2 separate regions of the Anas platyrhynchos genome follow, and region 1 is linked to region 2. The links are chromatin contacts, called in public Hi-C maps. All regions are on one chromosome and are shown on one strand. The core of a region is the stretch at or near the end of the contact, and the rest is flanking DNA. Distances in the headings are between cores, read along the strand shown. Region 1 has its middle 23 kb from the start of TRIL. Region 2 has its middle 27 kb from the start of CHN2.

Region 1 (7,502 bases), core at 2,478-4,977, 95 kb after region 2:
GCAGAAATGGTTTTCATTTACACTTCCCCTGTGCCCTTTTAGAGCCCTCTCGCAGTGAGTAAAATATTCACTTTTTTTCTCCTCCCTAGAGCATAGAGAAGCCACAGCAACACTGTATGTTTCCCAATCATCCAGAAATTATAAGCATTAGCAAAACAGTATAGTTGGTCTTCATTTTAATTTGTTTTCAATTGTTCAAATTGTCATGTTTTCTACCATAAAAATATATCTCTGTGACTGAGAGAGCTGGAAACACATTTCAAAAAATAAAGAAAAGAAAAAAATGAGAAGTCTCTCTTACAAAAATGACTCATGAGGAGTTTGATAGTTTAAGGATAAAAAGCAAAATTAGTGTAAAGCTTTAAGACTGAAATTTCATCATGCAAATCAGATTGTAGGATTCATCCCCAGAAAATACTGTTAGATAAAGAAAAGGGGTTGTTTTAGATGAAGGAAGTTTTAGATATGAATTTTAATGTTTAGCTTCCTGTTCAAAATGCAGAATGTAATCTTGCTACATGTGACTTTCTGGCTTGACTTAATGGATTCTGGACAGCCGTGACAATCCCTCCATATGTTGCACAGTTGAGAATTAAGGCCCTGAGTTCTAGATAGAGCTTTTCTTTCTCTTAACATCCGAGGAGGCATATTTGGGTATAAAAAAACCTTTGTGAATAGCAATTTCTGAAAACAGAAACCACAAAAAGTGACCAAGCCACACACAATTAAAAAAAAAAAAAAAAGTGTTTTCAAGGGAATTAATCTCCTAAAGTAATTTTACATATACATTTGTGCTACAGTTAAAAAATTTAGCTGTCTTGAAAAATCATGTTCAAACATAAAACATTTGAGGTAATTTAATAGTTGGCACTTAAAGTAACTGCAATTTGATGTTCAATTCAAACCAGATGTTTATTTTTTGCAAGAAGTATATTCTGTTGTCAGGGAAGAGAAAAAGCATTCAAGGTTATGGAGCAGACATTTCTTACAACAGTTGATTAGAACAAATTACCAAGAGCTGCCCTTCACGTTTGAAACACTGAGGCGTTTATGATCTCAGGCCCCAACAATTAAAGAAAACAAAAATAAAGGGATTGAAAATATACATACTGTGAGCAGTTAAACTGCAAGAATGCTGTGGATCCTAAACAGCTGGATTCCATTTGAGCTCAAAAAGTTTAATAGCATAAGCCTGCACATCTTCTTTTCCACTTCTGAGGATCATCTGCCAGATGGAGAAGTCCCCCCTCTCATTTCCTTGCATTGTACAACTGTGTTACAGAATAAAATTGCTTGATGTGCTGGAGAAGAACCAGTACTTTTAACCAGGGAATGATATATGGATCTTAGAGAAGATCGGTTTGATGTAAAGGAAACAAAGGTAATAAAACATCCAGCTCCAGTAGTTAAACGTTTGCAGGAAAGTTAATTTATTCAGGTACCAAGCAAGCTGATAACATTGATGCAGTACTGAAATCTCCATTCCTGGAAAGGGGAATGTGTTTGTGAGATCATGTTTTAAGATCACAGAATCTTAAAACATGTCCAGAAGTTATTTCCTCCTCATTGTTTTGAATGATAGGTCTCCTGTTGCCATTCTAATTGGACACTTGACAATGACTCCTCTGTACATTGTCCAAACTAATATTATGATTTGGAAATAAATTCAGTAAAGAAAAAAAAAGAAAAAAAAAAAAAAGAGCAAAAAGTAATCCTTGTTCAATACAGTAGTAATCCAGCAACAGGGCTGAAAGAAATCAACAGCATACTAGACCTTGCTCTGAGAGGAACAGCAATTTAATGCTGTTCAGACTCTTGCTTCTGTCTACAGTCACACACAGTCTCTACAGAGACCGTCTGTGGTGTGTTGAGGAATGTACAATTCCTGTCTCATGTCATAAAAGTTTGCTTCCCAGGAAGATGCTGGTTCTGCTGTCTGTGGGACCCTTTGTGCACATGAAAGGAGAGGAGGGATTGCTTTTTGCCATCTATTTTAACAACACTAATTAAATAAAGATATCCACAGAGCACAGAGTACCATTAATTACAGCCCTTTTTGCAAAGAGTGTGTGTGTGGGGGGGGGTGGGGGGGGGTGGGGAGAGGATGGGGGGATGGCACAGAAGCCAAATCACACAAACGTGTTTTAAGTATACATGCTGGAACTCGACCAGCTCCAGCTCTGCTACAAGCTCAAGAGGGAAAGTCCTGCTGCTGACCCCAGGCACTGCAGGCAGAGGAACTTGAAAAAAACACACTCCTTGGAGCAATCTTGAATTGCAGGCAAGGCCTGTAGGAGACAACTTGGCTTTCAGACAGTCAGCTTCCCTGGAGTGCAACACACAATGTCCAGAGATGAAGGGGAAGCCAAAATCAGTGAGATGGTCACAGAGTTTCTCTGATCCTTTCAGCCGTAGAACAAAAAAATGGAGCCTTCTAAAGTCTGACCTGATTGTTTTCAACTGCAACACTCAGTTTTAGTCCCAAAGCACAAGTAGATGGTACTTTAAGCATCAGGTTAACTGATCTATGCTGGAGAGGATGCTGAAAGTTTGGTGTAGTTAATGGATCAAGACTGTGAGGCCAGGGAGCTACTGCAGTAGATCATTACAACAACTCACTGGCTACTAATACAGCATTTCCCTATTGCTAAACAAATCACTCCTTATGCATTATTTTTTTCCCCACAGTCTGTAGTTCCTGGAAGAAAAAATATGTGCCTCACTTGAGACACGGTGTAGTCAGGCTTCTAGAACTTACTCAGCACTCCAGCCGTGTGGAAGAACTGCATGTGATCTTGAGACAGATCTCAGACTTTTAAGATTTTAACATCACCCACTTTTTTTTAGAACTAACAACACTCAGCACTTCTTTATAAGCTGCAGCAAGACCATTGGCCTATTCTGGAGAGCTTAAAAGGGTGATCATTACTCTCATGATCAGCTTTCTCCAATCACTCTGTAACATGTTTCTTCAGTTCAGAAGTTATAAAGATGCTTTTGCTAACGTCTGGTCCCATACTCCAGCTGAGTTTGAGATGGAAGCTGTGTTTTTCCAGCTCATCTATCACTAGTAATAAGATTTCTACAAGCTGAAAGATACCTGTGGAGCCGTATTGACTCTACTGGGGACAAGTGCAACTTAATCAGTATTTCTGCTTGTGAAGATAACATTGACACCATCTGCTTACAAGTGCTGGTGAGTGGTCTGTCCACGCTCAGCAGTGGATAAAGTAACTGAAAGCGTTGCTGTTTGGTCTGGTAAGAGATGTACTTCCTTAAGAAGAGTTTCTCTGGGATGAGAGAGTAGTGCTAATTATTTATGTGAAGACACTGAGGTTGCACAAGTGTGAATAAAAGCAGATGTGCCTAATACTGCTGCATCTTTTACTGGGACTACCAGGTAAGAACATCTTTGTTCATGGGTTTCCAAATGGTATTTGTGTCCAGAAAACAAAACAAAACAAAACAAAACCTCTTATTTTTGCTTAGAAGAGGATTTTCTCTGCAGTGCTGGAACCACCAAGCGTGTGTGAAAGCAGCAATATCTGCGTATTGCCATGCTCTGCCCTCTAGAAAGGAACCAGAGCGCCGGCAGATGGCAAGAGAGCAACCCAAGCCCTCTGAATGAGCTGTGATTGAAGTAAATTGTGGCTCCTATAAAACCCGTGCGGTCTGTGCGCGATGAGAAGCACTGCTCGGCGCCCCGTCCTCATGCCGAGGCTGGCCTCTGGCGGAGTCCCTCGCTGCCGCTGCTCTCCAGCCTCACTCCCCTGCTTCTGGTCCCGACCGCTTTCCACCTGAAGAAAGCTAGTACCACCCTGTGGTGCTGTGGATTATTGCATCGGTGGGAACCGGCCCGTGCAGACAGCTTTATTTCATGTCGTTTGGCTCATGTTCATAAAGTGCGATGTTTTCCTTGGTAGTGAAAGAAGTAGTGAGAAACGAGGCCAATAATAGCTACAACGAAGTGATCTAAGTTCTCTGCTGCTAAATGTTCTTGCCAGTGCTGGAGGCAAGAAAACAGGAGTAGAGAGACACAAAACTATGTGGCATCACCTCCTTCAGATGCAAATAAGTTGCTTGGATTTGAGGTGGTCCAAGCTGCTTTAGTTTGTTTCCACCCCTATTTCCAGGAAACGTCATGTGTGCACTAACCTGCAAGCCTCAGGTGTCTGAACACCAACATTTTATTCTCTCAATTTAAAACAAACAACAAAAAAAAAACAACCTAACAAACAACCAAAAAGTTTTATCCTGCCAGTGATCATAGCTTCTCTGTAAACATCAAATGAGAACACTATTTAATGTATAGATCTATTTAATGTTTCAAAGACTGTTCGAATTCTGTAAAAAGCCCTTAATCATCTTTCCCCCATTGAATTAAAAAAAAAAAAATAATAATAATAATAAAAAAATAGAATGATTATTAAATATTGCAAAAGTAATGGATGTAAAAGTTCATATGTTGCATTTACCACATCATTGTTAACTATATCATTCTGTTATTGAACTCTCAGAGTTGAATTCTGTAACAGGTTTACAGAAAGACCTTAAGTCTGTAGGTCTTTCACATTTTTTTTTTCAATGCACCAGACCAAAGAAAATGTATTAAAAGTATAATTTTTCAATTCATAAACAGGTTGTGAAAATAAAGTCTTCTTGAACACCACAGGGGGGTTTCATGAAACTCCTAAAAAAAGGCAACAAAAATTACTAAAAAAACACCCATTCTTCAACCTAAAGTACTCATTGAATGATTAGTTTGTGTGTGTGAACTATGAATATGGTTGAAACCAGGAACAAAGTTAAATTAAAAGTTAAATGTACCATAGATAGTAAAAAATACTTAACATAGTGGCTTTTTCTCCCCTTTTGTATCTTAATTTTGTAGGGTATAAAAATACTCCTAGACACACAGAAAAAGAGTCAATTAAAACTGTTTGATTTCAGCAAGGTATTTTCTGCAGTCTAAAACATCTGAGACTGTTGAAGATGCGATGTGTGGAGAGTGCTAAAGAAGGCACTTAAGATCTTTGTGCAGCAGCATGGTGGTGGATTATATGATCCAGTATGTTTTTTCCACCTATAGCTTTTAACAGCTTTATGATTTATTTCATTCTTTTTAATTTCAGAACTCATTGATGCCCCCAACCTGTCAGTAACAATATATGTTGACACACAGGGCTCTGGAAGACACTGTGCTTCTCAGTAGCTTTTCAGTCCAGATTTCAATACCAAGCCTCATCCTGCAATATTTTAACATGATCCATGATGCTGCGATATTTTAACATGATCCATTGTGTTGTAATATTTTAGCTTGATAGTCTGGAAAATTAAAAAACAAACAGACAAGCTGGGGAGATGGAGAGATTCACCCACTGCGCCACAACAGAAGATAATAACTTTTTTTTTTCCAACAGTTCTGCAGTTCTGTTGAAAATATTGCATGCTGTAAAACTAAGGAATTCCTCAGACAACATTTTGGCACTAGGGAGGCTTATGTAATTTACCCAGGGGTCGGATTTAGCTTTAGCACTTCTCATTGTTTCCATTTGCTGCAACCTTCAGAAGAGAGACAACGGCTATACCACCAGGCTAATTCTCACACTTTTCAGAGAAAATGGATCTAAACGGGCAGAATCAACTTCACGTTTTTATTTCTTCAGCCCACAGCTAGCTCCGAGTGTATGTTTGCGCATATAATGTTCAACAAGAATATGTGAGCAGTTTCCAGACTTTCTGGGCCATTAAGGATGAATAACTGTAGCTATTCTTGGAAAAACCTTGTGGCACAGCCAGTACAGGGTAGGCCTCTACATGTCCATCAGTGGAGGAGATTGTTTGACTGCCGTCAATGGGATTTTGTGCCAGCTAGGGGGGCTGCCACACAGAGCCCATTGTGGGACCCAGGCCTTCTCTCTCTTTCAGGATCTCTTTCTATTTGAAGACCAGGCACTCAATGCAGTCCGGTTTGCAGGAGGTAATGAATAACCTCTCATCCTGCTTTTTAAGGCCCCCTTTAGAATACGCTTTTTCTGAAGTTTCAGTGTCTGCAGGGAAAAAATAAGTATCTATAATCAGTTGCCCATGTTTTATTTTTATCAAGTGTTGGGAGGAGCAGAGAAAGGAATGCTATGAACCCAGATCTGGTTCCTTCATCAATCTGATCCATGCAAGCGTGAGGGGGAAGGTACAAAAACATGCTGTCTCCTCGTTGTTCAGATGAACCCCATGTGCTGAATATGCCTTGGAGGAAAAAGAAAAAGGCTTCCTATTTTAACCTCCATCCTGTCAGACTGACTAGTGGCTGTATTTCAGGCTCTCATGCAAGAACAGCTAGAATTGTCTGAAGATATGCAGATAAACTGCGTTCACAAGCAACAACCATAATTTATTTTAAAAATCAAATCTCTCTCTTTGTGACTGACAGAGAGACATTGAATCTTTAATTTCCTCCCTGAAAGGCTATAAATCCCTTGAATGAGGGTTTCTTTACACAAAGAAAAGCAGCACAAAGAAATTACAAGGAAAAAGAAGGGAGTAAAATGCAGGCCAATTATGCTCTAGTTCTGGAGTGTTGCTGCCAAGGCTATTTATTTTCACAGACAGTGTTAATTTTGTATGCACACACACAGCTTTGCTTGCTGATACCACAGTGAATTTTAATTTTGGAGGAGGCTCTGGTTCTTGTCACCTTTAAATTCACCTTTCCATTCACTGGATATGAGGATTATTTTTGACCAGACATCTCCAGGTTATTTTCCTACATCTGTTTCTTGGGTTTATCTGTCACCATCTAAAGTGAGTCCTAACAAAAACCCTTCATGAATGGCCAAACAGGCCAAATGGACATGAAGCTTTTTTTCAGGGTGAGACATAGGCAGAACATCCTCTCCAATTTAAGGTGCCAGGTGAAAATGAAGATGCAAAGCCAGGTCACTGTGGTGATGGGGACACAGTCCTGGCCTGTTCCCACCAGGCGATTATTTCATTCAGATAACTACAGAAACAACAGAGCTAAATAATGCTTTTATACAAGTTCTAAGTGAATAATTCTGTAGAGCATGTCCTGAACCTCTCTTTCCCTTGCTGGAAAATTGGTTCTTGTACTTATGGTGCAACACTTTAAAAGGACCTTAGTGGTTCGCGTCTGGCATTGGGTGCTTTAGCTACAGCAGATGTTAATTATGAATTGGCAAGGCATAATGCTGACAATCCAAGAGTGAAGGTACAATACAAGAAGCTTTCCTGTGTGGACTGCAAGGATTTGTTCAGTATTCACTCCCTCTTGGAAGGCACTATTACCAAGCATGATCGTTCATAATTCTTTTATCCTTTGTTTTAAGACACTCTTTTTTCTTATGATGATGTCCAGTCTTCTCTGATTTAATGATACTTGTGAAGTGAGAGTGGCAAAAGCAGAGCAATGTATTTATTTAACTTAGTTTCTGTTTAGTTTAATTGCTTAAGTGAAAAACTTAAACATTGTTAGATTGGAAGGG
Region 2 (7,543 bases), core at 407-2,906:
CTATATTGAATTTTCAGCATATGAGTAAAACCAGATAATGCCTTGAAAACTTTATCAAAATAGTGGTGTGTTGGGTGTGGATTAACCAGAACTGACTTCCTCACAAGTGTTTTGAGCATACATTCTACTCCTTTTAAACACTTGTTTTAATTTCCTCTTTCTTTTGGGGAAGGAAATTAAGTTTCGTTGGTCCCCTCCAAGGAATAAATACAAAAAGTTATTCTGGTTTCCTTACATCAAGCAAGACCTGAAACAGCAATCCCTTCTCATTCCTCTTGGCCAAGGCAGAATTATCATGTGAGAGGCCGGCAGAGATAAACCCTACAGAACAAAGCAAACCACTCCCCAGACTCTGCACAGCAGTTCTTTCACGGTTCACAACAGCAAGATGACATTTCAGAAGAAAAGCACTATACCTTAGACATTGGGTATCAATGAAGCACACAAAATAGCTCGGAGTTAACATCTGTGTAGCAGAGGCCAGATAACAGCAGCGATCCCCCTGGAGAATCTCTCTTGCACCTTGTGTCCTTCCCCTCCCATCCACAAGGCCCTTGGTAGCTGCCTGTTGGCTCCAAACGGCTGCAGGTTGATTTAAGAGGTCCAGAATGATCCCAGATCAGTCTGTGTGCATACATCAAACTTAGATGATGTGTCTCTGAGGGATTTTTTTTTTCTTTTTTCTTCTGGAAAGCATATGACAGCATGAACAAAAAGGTTATTACAACCTTAGATTCCTTTGTACTAATTTCCCATTGCTAATTATCTATTGTCAGTGATATTCTCTTCCCTGCAACTCATCTCACATACATCCTTTAGAAAGTTCTGTCTTCTGCTTCTTCTTTATCTGCCCTTTTGCTGGGAATTACCCCCACCATATTGGCATCATGCCTTCTAGGTCTCATGTATCTTCTCTAAAAATTGACGGGTGATTGATCCTGCTTTTTAAAGAAAGAGTCATTTTAACTTTCTAAAGCAGGTTTTCATAGCACACTGTATCCTGTTACATTCTGCTGGTGTAGTGGGGTGATTCATTTAATGATGTGTGATTACAGATTTTCCTTCCTCTTGAGTACTGAAGTAGAATATTTCATCTCAGAAAGCCAGTCTTTTCCAAACTGCTAGCAAAATAAATCCCTTATGAGAAACATATAAAGTGTGCAGTCTCCAAGGTTAGAAGGGAAAATAATGAAAAATAACCAGCTAGTGAAGTTTTATCACATTGTCCCCAAGGATCCTGACACACTGCACCAAGTTGGAGGACAGAACCCAGCAAAGACTGAATCTCTGGCCAGTAGTACAGAGCCTTGGAGGGCATTTAGCAGGGAGAAGCTGCCAAGATGAGAATCCCTCACCTTCTCCAAGGTGACTGACCCTGTGTTAGCCGTGCCATGACAGATTTGACTAATTTCATAAGTTTGCTCATCTGTACAACTCACAGTCAGAGGGAAGTGACAGGGGGTTTGACAGCAAGCTGTTACCTGCAGGGGAAGCTGCATGTCCTCACTACGATGAAGCAGGCTCCTCCAAGCCTCACATACCATGGGCACAAATAATTTTATCCCCCTATTTGGTGTTGCCCATCTCTGCACTGCCTTGCTGTCAGCCTTCGCCTTCGTTGCTCTGCACAATTAGGTCAGCGGAAAGGAATCTGGAGTTGCTTTGAGTTCTGGTTGTGCATGTTGGAACAGTCAGGACTGCATATCAGTAACTACACGAGACAAGATTAAACGGAAGCTGTTTTGTTTCTTAATAAAATCGGTATTTTGATCCTACCTACAGGGTTACCCCCCCCCAGTTTTTGTGTTTTTTTTTTTTTTTTCTTTTTTTTTTTTTCCCTACAAGAAGAATTTAGCCTTTCTAGCTAGCTTGGCCTGCAGGGGGCATCAAAAGAATTCAGTGGACGCTGAGCACAGTTTTGTGACTGTAACTGTCAGTAGCGACCCTTAAAAGTATTTCACCATTACATCAAAATGCAGAAGAATGAACTTTATTAGAAGAGTGGAATGAAAGTGATATTTTACTGCATCTTTTCAGGTTCTTCCGGCTGCTTGATGAAGAAAAGGGATTTTGAGGCACACTCATTCTCCAAAGTCTTGTTATCAGAAGAGAGTTAGAGAGAAGGCCATGGGGAAGGGAACTTCTAAATACTTTAGACACCATTGAAAATAAGATTTAGAAGGTTTTAAAGGTTTCTGGGAAACAAGGGAACCTGTTTCAGAAATTCCTGTATTTTCTTTATATTGAAATAAACTGCATTTAAGTATTAAAGATCATTATCTTGGTAAAACCTTATTTGAAGGGTCTGGTTGCAAAGATAAAGGAGAAAACAACACTGTCAGTAGCACCCACATTTCTTTGCTGTATTATGAGAGGAAATATAGTGAATTTGACGAGGCACAGTTGAACAAAATTCAGCCTATGCTCTCATCTCTTTTCTTCAGTGTTATTGCCCCACACCTCCTATTACTTCTCACCTTGCTGTTTTATATTGGGATTTCCTGAGCTAGACTTTTTCTTCTGATTGAATAGTGACTGTGCATCCTAATGATCATAATGGATGGGATATTGATGCAAATCTTAAATATTCACAATGCTTTTAAATAATTTCTCTGTACTTTTCTGCAGCCTGATAAACTTTGCTAGATTTTTTTTTCCCTACCTCTAACATAAATCACAATTACATTTTGCCCTCAAATAGATGTCCCTGCAATCTGTTTCTGCCTGTTTTTCTGTGTGCTGCTTGCTTATTTGTTTGAGAAAGGTTGTGTTTCCTAGTATATAATTTTCAGGAAAGGATGATGTTATGGATGAGTTACACACACGTAGAGAATAATTTTTATAAAAAATCTGTTTGTGACAAATGCAAACCTACTTATGCCGTCCTGGATAAAAACTCAGAATTCTATTTAACTGAAGAAGCAATATAAAAGCTTCTTTTGTTTCTTTCTTAAACAGTTGCAGTCAGACAATGCGTCTGTTCCCCTCTGGGTCTGAAGTGGATTGGAAATGCCATCTTTATTTGTGCTGTTTATCGAACATGGCCCATTTGCTGCTAACAAGGATCTCAGCTGCAGCATTTTCTTTGCAATGAACTCTGTAATGCTTGTTTCTCTGTTACTTTCATACTTTGAAAACAAATGCTTTCACCAGCCTTATCTCCTCTTTGTGTTTTCTTTGTTGTACATGTGTAATCTGTCATAATGTTTCATCTTCCTTGTTGATGTCTCTTGAAAATTAACATTTATCTTCTGATACAGCTGGCAATGAGTGTGTTTTGTAACATGTACCATTTTATGGGAGACTAAGCTATTAGAAATCCAGATATAGTATTTTGTCTGGCTTTATTTCTAGCAAAATAATGGGTTAAGGCTTGTTCAGCCTCTTTTTGAATTCCTTGTCATGGTCAAACAAAACTGAAGAGGTGTCATGAGCAAATGGGTGCTATCCTGAGTTGGAATTTCTGATGAAAATGCCCCAAAGATGATTGGGGTGGGGTTTCACAGGCAACCCTGACATGGAAACTTCGTAATGTTTGAGTCCTTCACTTGACAATCACTTTCTTTTACAAAGGTGTTTATTTTTCCTCCTTGTGCTTGTGACATAGGTTCTTCTATCACTTCTTTTCAACCCCAAGTTTGATCTTCTGCTCTATCTTTTCCCTCCCATCTCTTTCTTTGCCAGTCCTGTCTCTGCCCTGACTTTTTATTTTCCTCCCCATTTTTCCAGTTGCCAAAATATTTTCTCTCTCTCAGCCAATTCTTTCAGTCCTGTTGTCTGAAAATTGTCTTTTTTTTTTTTTTTCTTTCTCACATCAGCATGCTCTGGGTTTCTCAGACTCTCTCAGACACTTTGCTTTTGCCACCTCCACCTTCCCCTGCAGCACAGTTCCTTGTCCTTTCATATCCTGTTCCTTGTACTTCCTTGTACAAGTTCCTTGTACTCCCATATCCTGTCTTTGTGGGTGAGAGGACCACCTCCACCACCTTCAACCCAAACACCCCATCTTCTCCTGTCCTCCCCTCTTTCCTCATAGGCTTCATGTCCTCTGGCACACTGTAACTTACTAACCATCCTGCCAAAGTACTTGCTTCAAAGTCCAGAAACACAGGACACGTTTAAAGGGAATATCCTCAGGATACTTTGAGATGACTCTTGGAAATGATAACAAGTAAAGCCAAATTTTTTCTCCCCTAAATTGTCTTGGATCAGAATACTGGCATAGAAAATGTCAACTTAACATGAGTGAAATCGGGCAACTGGAAACAGGTCTTACAATGGAAATGGTCCAACACTTATAATACAGAACATACTGGGAAAATACAGTAGCTGCCATGTCTTTTATGCACATTTTCCACAGCCATATTCATATTATAACATTGGTATTATAACTATTTCTAACATGTGCCACTGAAATTGGTGGCACATGTAAGTGAACTTAGGGAAACATCTAGCTTTTGCGGATGTCAGTAAACATCTACAATATTGTGTGTAATAATATTTTTATAGCAAACTTCATTTATTGAAAAAGAGACAGGGCTGACAAAAAGTCTGTTAGCAACGGATAAGCAAGTGGCCTTGTGTATCAGGATTTTTCATACTTTCAAGGATAATCCTGCAAGTGCAAACACCAAATGTATATTTCCTCCTTCATACCTGAGAGCAAATGGTCTGTGCTTGCCAACTACCTTTTAGCAACAGGCTCTTAAGACACAAAGAAACCATTGGAGACAGGGAGCTCTCTGAACTGTGTGCAATCACAGGGAAATGGCAGTTGCATTTGCCTTTGCATCTTTGAAAGTACACATCTATTTATAACCATCTAGCCTTTTTTTTTTTTTTCTTTTTACTTTGGTAAATGAGCATCTTCACTTTAGCACACATTTCTTTCCTGACTAGAGGAAACAAAATAATTTCCATCCTATGCTATGCAAGCCTGCACCTCTGGATGGCTCCCTTAGTTCCTGGAGTGTTGCAAGCTCAGTGGCTGAGGGGCAGACAGAAACTCACAAATGATGAATTGATGAATAACGGGAGCTGAAAAGCTGTTTAGTGGTGTTGTTTTTTTTTTGTTTGTTTGTTTGTTTTTAAATGGCTGATAAAATAGAATATGGTGTCTGTTTTTCTTGGGCTTGTTTGGAATACCAAATGGGAAAGCGTGTCTTGATTCCATAAAATCTAATGGTTGTAAGCATAATTTATTTATTTTAAGAAACAACATGCTGGGAAAGTAGGCAAAAACCCACAGGTACTGTCAGTGATGAAGAGCTAGGGTTAACCTTCTCATGCATCCTAAGTGTTGTTTTATTATTAGGTTGGGTTTAGCTCTAGTTAAAATAATGCAACAGGATATATAATAAATGAATATGATGTAAGGAGGGTTCTGTACAGGTAAAATCTGTTTCCTTGATAATACTACATTTCTTTTTGTGAGCACTTGCACTTTAGATTTCCAAAAGTTCATACCATTAACATCTCCAGGGTAACTTCTGAAATCTTTTTAGTTCAACATACTTTTCTCGCCTGCACTTTAAAGAAATTTAAGTAAAAATGAGCTTTGAAGAAGTTACTGCTTTTAGTGATAATCACTGGTCTTCAGAAATCTCTCTGGGGCACCAAATTGACTGTAATACATGAAGAAAGGAAAATTAGAAACAGAAAACTTAAGGGAAAATTAATGGTGGATAGTTAAATTGATTCAAAATGATAAAAAAATCTCTTGGCTCATAATTTATACTTACAATTCCTGGTTCCAAAAAACAAGAATTAAACTGTGTTATCTCTAGTAAATATTGTTTGAAACTTTTCATAGGATTTGTATGGTGTCTGTCTTTAGGCTCTTCTCCAATCAATTCTTTTTTTCCTTTAAAAAGCTTTTTCTCCAGTATCTTTTTTTTGCAAGCATCATCCTTAATCTATTTTTAAAATAAACATACATATATGAAAAGCCCACCAGTGGACTTCAAGCCTGGATCTCTGCAGGCCTACTTGAATGGCTTTCAGAATAGGACAATGATTTAAAAATGTTAATGATTTCTTCAAAATGGTCAGCCATTTTTATTATATTATAGTTATATTATTAATTATTTATATTATTAACTAGCAAGTTTTTTTTAAGTTCCTAGTTGAGATAGATAGTGAACTGGTATTTTGAAGTTTTAATGGTGTTTTAAGGAACAAAATCTTCTGGTGGATGGATTGAATTTCCTGCATTAGACATACTCACTTTCCTCCAGATTGATCGTCTCCTTGTGTCACTGAGCAGTCAGAAGTGATCATATAGGAGGCTGAGCACTGAAGAAAACAGGTCAGAGGTGCTGGGCTGCATGGGGCCAGATGCCGGAAACACACCACATCCATAGGTGCAGGTAGGTTGACAATATGTCTGTTTTCCTCTGTTAGCAAATGTAGTTTTTGCTTAATTACCATATGACTTGATCATAATGAGTCTTTGCCTGAGAGTCCCTGAAGATGCCTTTAGCTTTTAGCTTCCTCCCTTGGATTTAGCTGCAGCTTCTGGCTGACCTTCTGTGTGGCCACTTGCTGAGGGCACGTGACTGCCCTCCTCTTGCATGACATATGAAGAGAAGCTAATTCAAAGCGTTCATTGTTTATGGCTGGTTTTTTAGTTCCTTTAGCTTCAGGGTTTTAGAGCTGGAGAACAGCTAATCAAAGGCTAGTGCAGAAAACTGATTTCAGCTGTCTCTTTATAAGTTTCACATTTTTCAATCATCTTCCCCCCTCCCAATACAGTCCCCTTCCCTAAAACTGGGAGGAAAGCAAAGGCAAGTTTAAAATCTCCCGAAATGCATGTCTATCTACAGGAAATTAAGGGTAAGTGGGCCATTTTTGCCTTTATGCCCTCCATTCTTTCACTTAAATAAGTAGTCTTTGCAGTTGCTGCTGACAGTTGCCACCAGGCCTGACAAATTTCTCTCACTCATCACCCTGGGTCTGGTCCCTCCAATCTTAAACATGTTTGCTGCCTGCTTGTAATCATGGAGCATTTCAGAGAGAAAATGTAATCATACAGCTTGTAATCATACAGCATTTCAGAGAGAAAATGGCCTCCTTTTTGGTCAGGGCTTCAGCCAAAGCCAGCTATACTTTCCTGCCTTTGTCTTTTCAAAAGGACAGCTCTGTTTCCTTCGACAGTACTGTTTATAGCTTCACCAGATGAAAACTGTCATATCCCATTTCTACTGAGACTGAATGATATCTATTGGCTAGATGCAGGATCAAAAAAAAAAACAAACCAAACCAAAACAAAAACCCAACAAACCAAAACAACAACAACAAAAAAAAGAACTTAGTTCAGCTTTAATGCTTGTATAGACACCATGCAAATTTCCTTCAAATGAGCCAGGAAATGCTAAATATCATCTCGCTGCAAAAAAACCTGCTGTCTCCAAAGGTCAATTTAGAAATGTTGTGACCTGTGATGTCCTTTACTATTGGCTGCATTTCCCAGAAAATATGTGAATTCTGGATAACTGCTCAGTCTGGAGTTACATAGTCAACACCAAATACAGAGAATACAACT

What was found. Hi-C and Micro-C count contacts between places; a contact is called where the count stands out from the background.
Region 1: a Hi-C map of F1 follicle shows a contact between it and region 2, with 5 times the contacts expected there. The contact joins two enhancer-like sites. A contact is called at or near these places in 6 of 8 Hi-C or Micro-C datasets (F1 follicle, F5 follicle, liver and 2 more).

What each region holds. Positions count from the first base shown.
Region 1 is chr2:123,561,049-123,568,550 of IASCAAS_PekinDuck_T2T, forward strand. No RefSeq gene overlaps it. Among named protein-coding and RNA genes, the nearest start is that of TRIL, 23 kb to the left of the region's middle. Within about 2 kb of position 3,728, at least 2 of the 8 cell types and tissues checked have an H3K27ac peak or open chromatin away from gene starts, as enhancers often do. A contact at or near this core is called in F1 follicle and subcutaneous adipose tissue, where this site is marked.
Region 2 is chr2:123,468,570-123,476,112 of IASCAAS_PekinDuck_T2T, forward strand. No RefSeq gene overlaps it. Among named protein-coding and RNA genes, the nearest start is that of CHN2, 27 kb to the left of the region's middle. Within about 2 kb of position 1,657, at least 3 of the 8 cell types and tissues checked have an H3K27ac peak or open chromatin away from gene starts, as enhancers often do. A contact at or near this core is called in F1 follicle and subcutaneous adipose tissue, where this site is marked.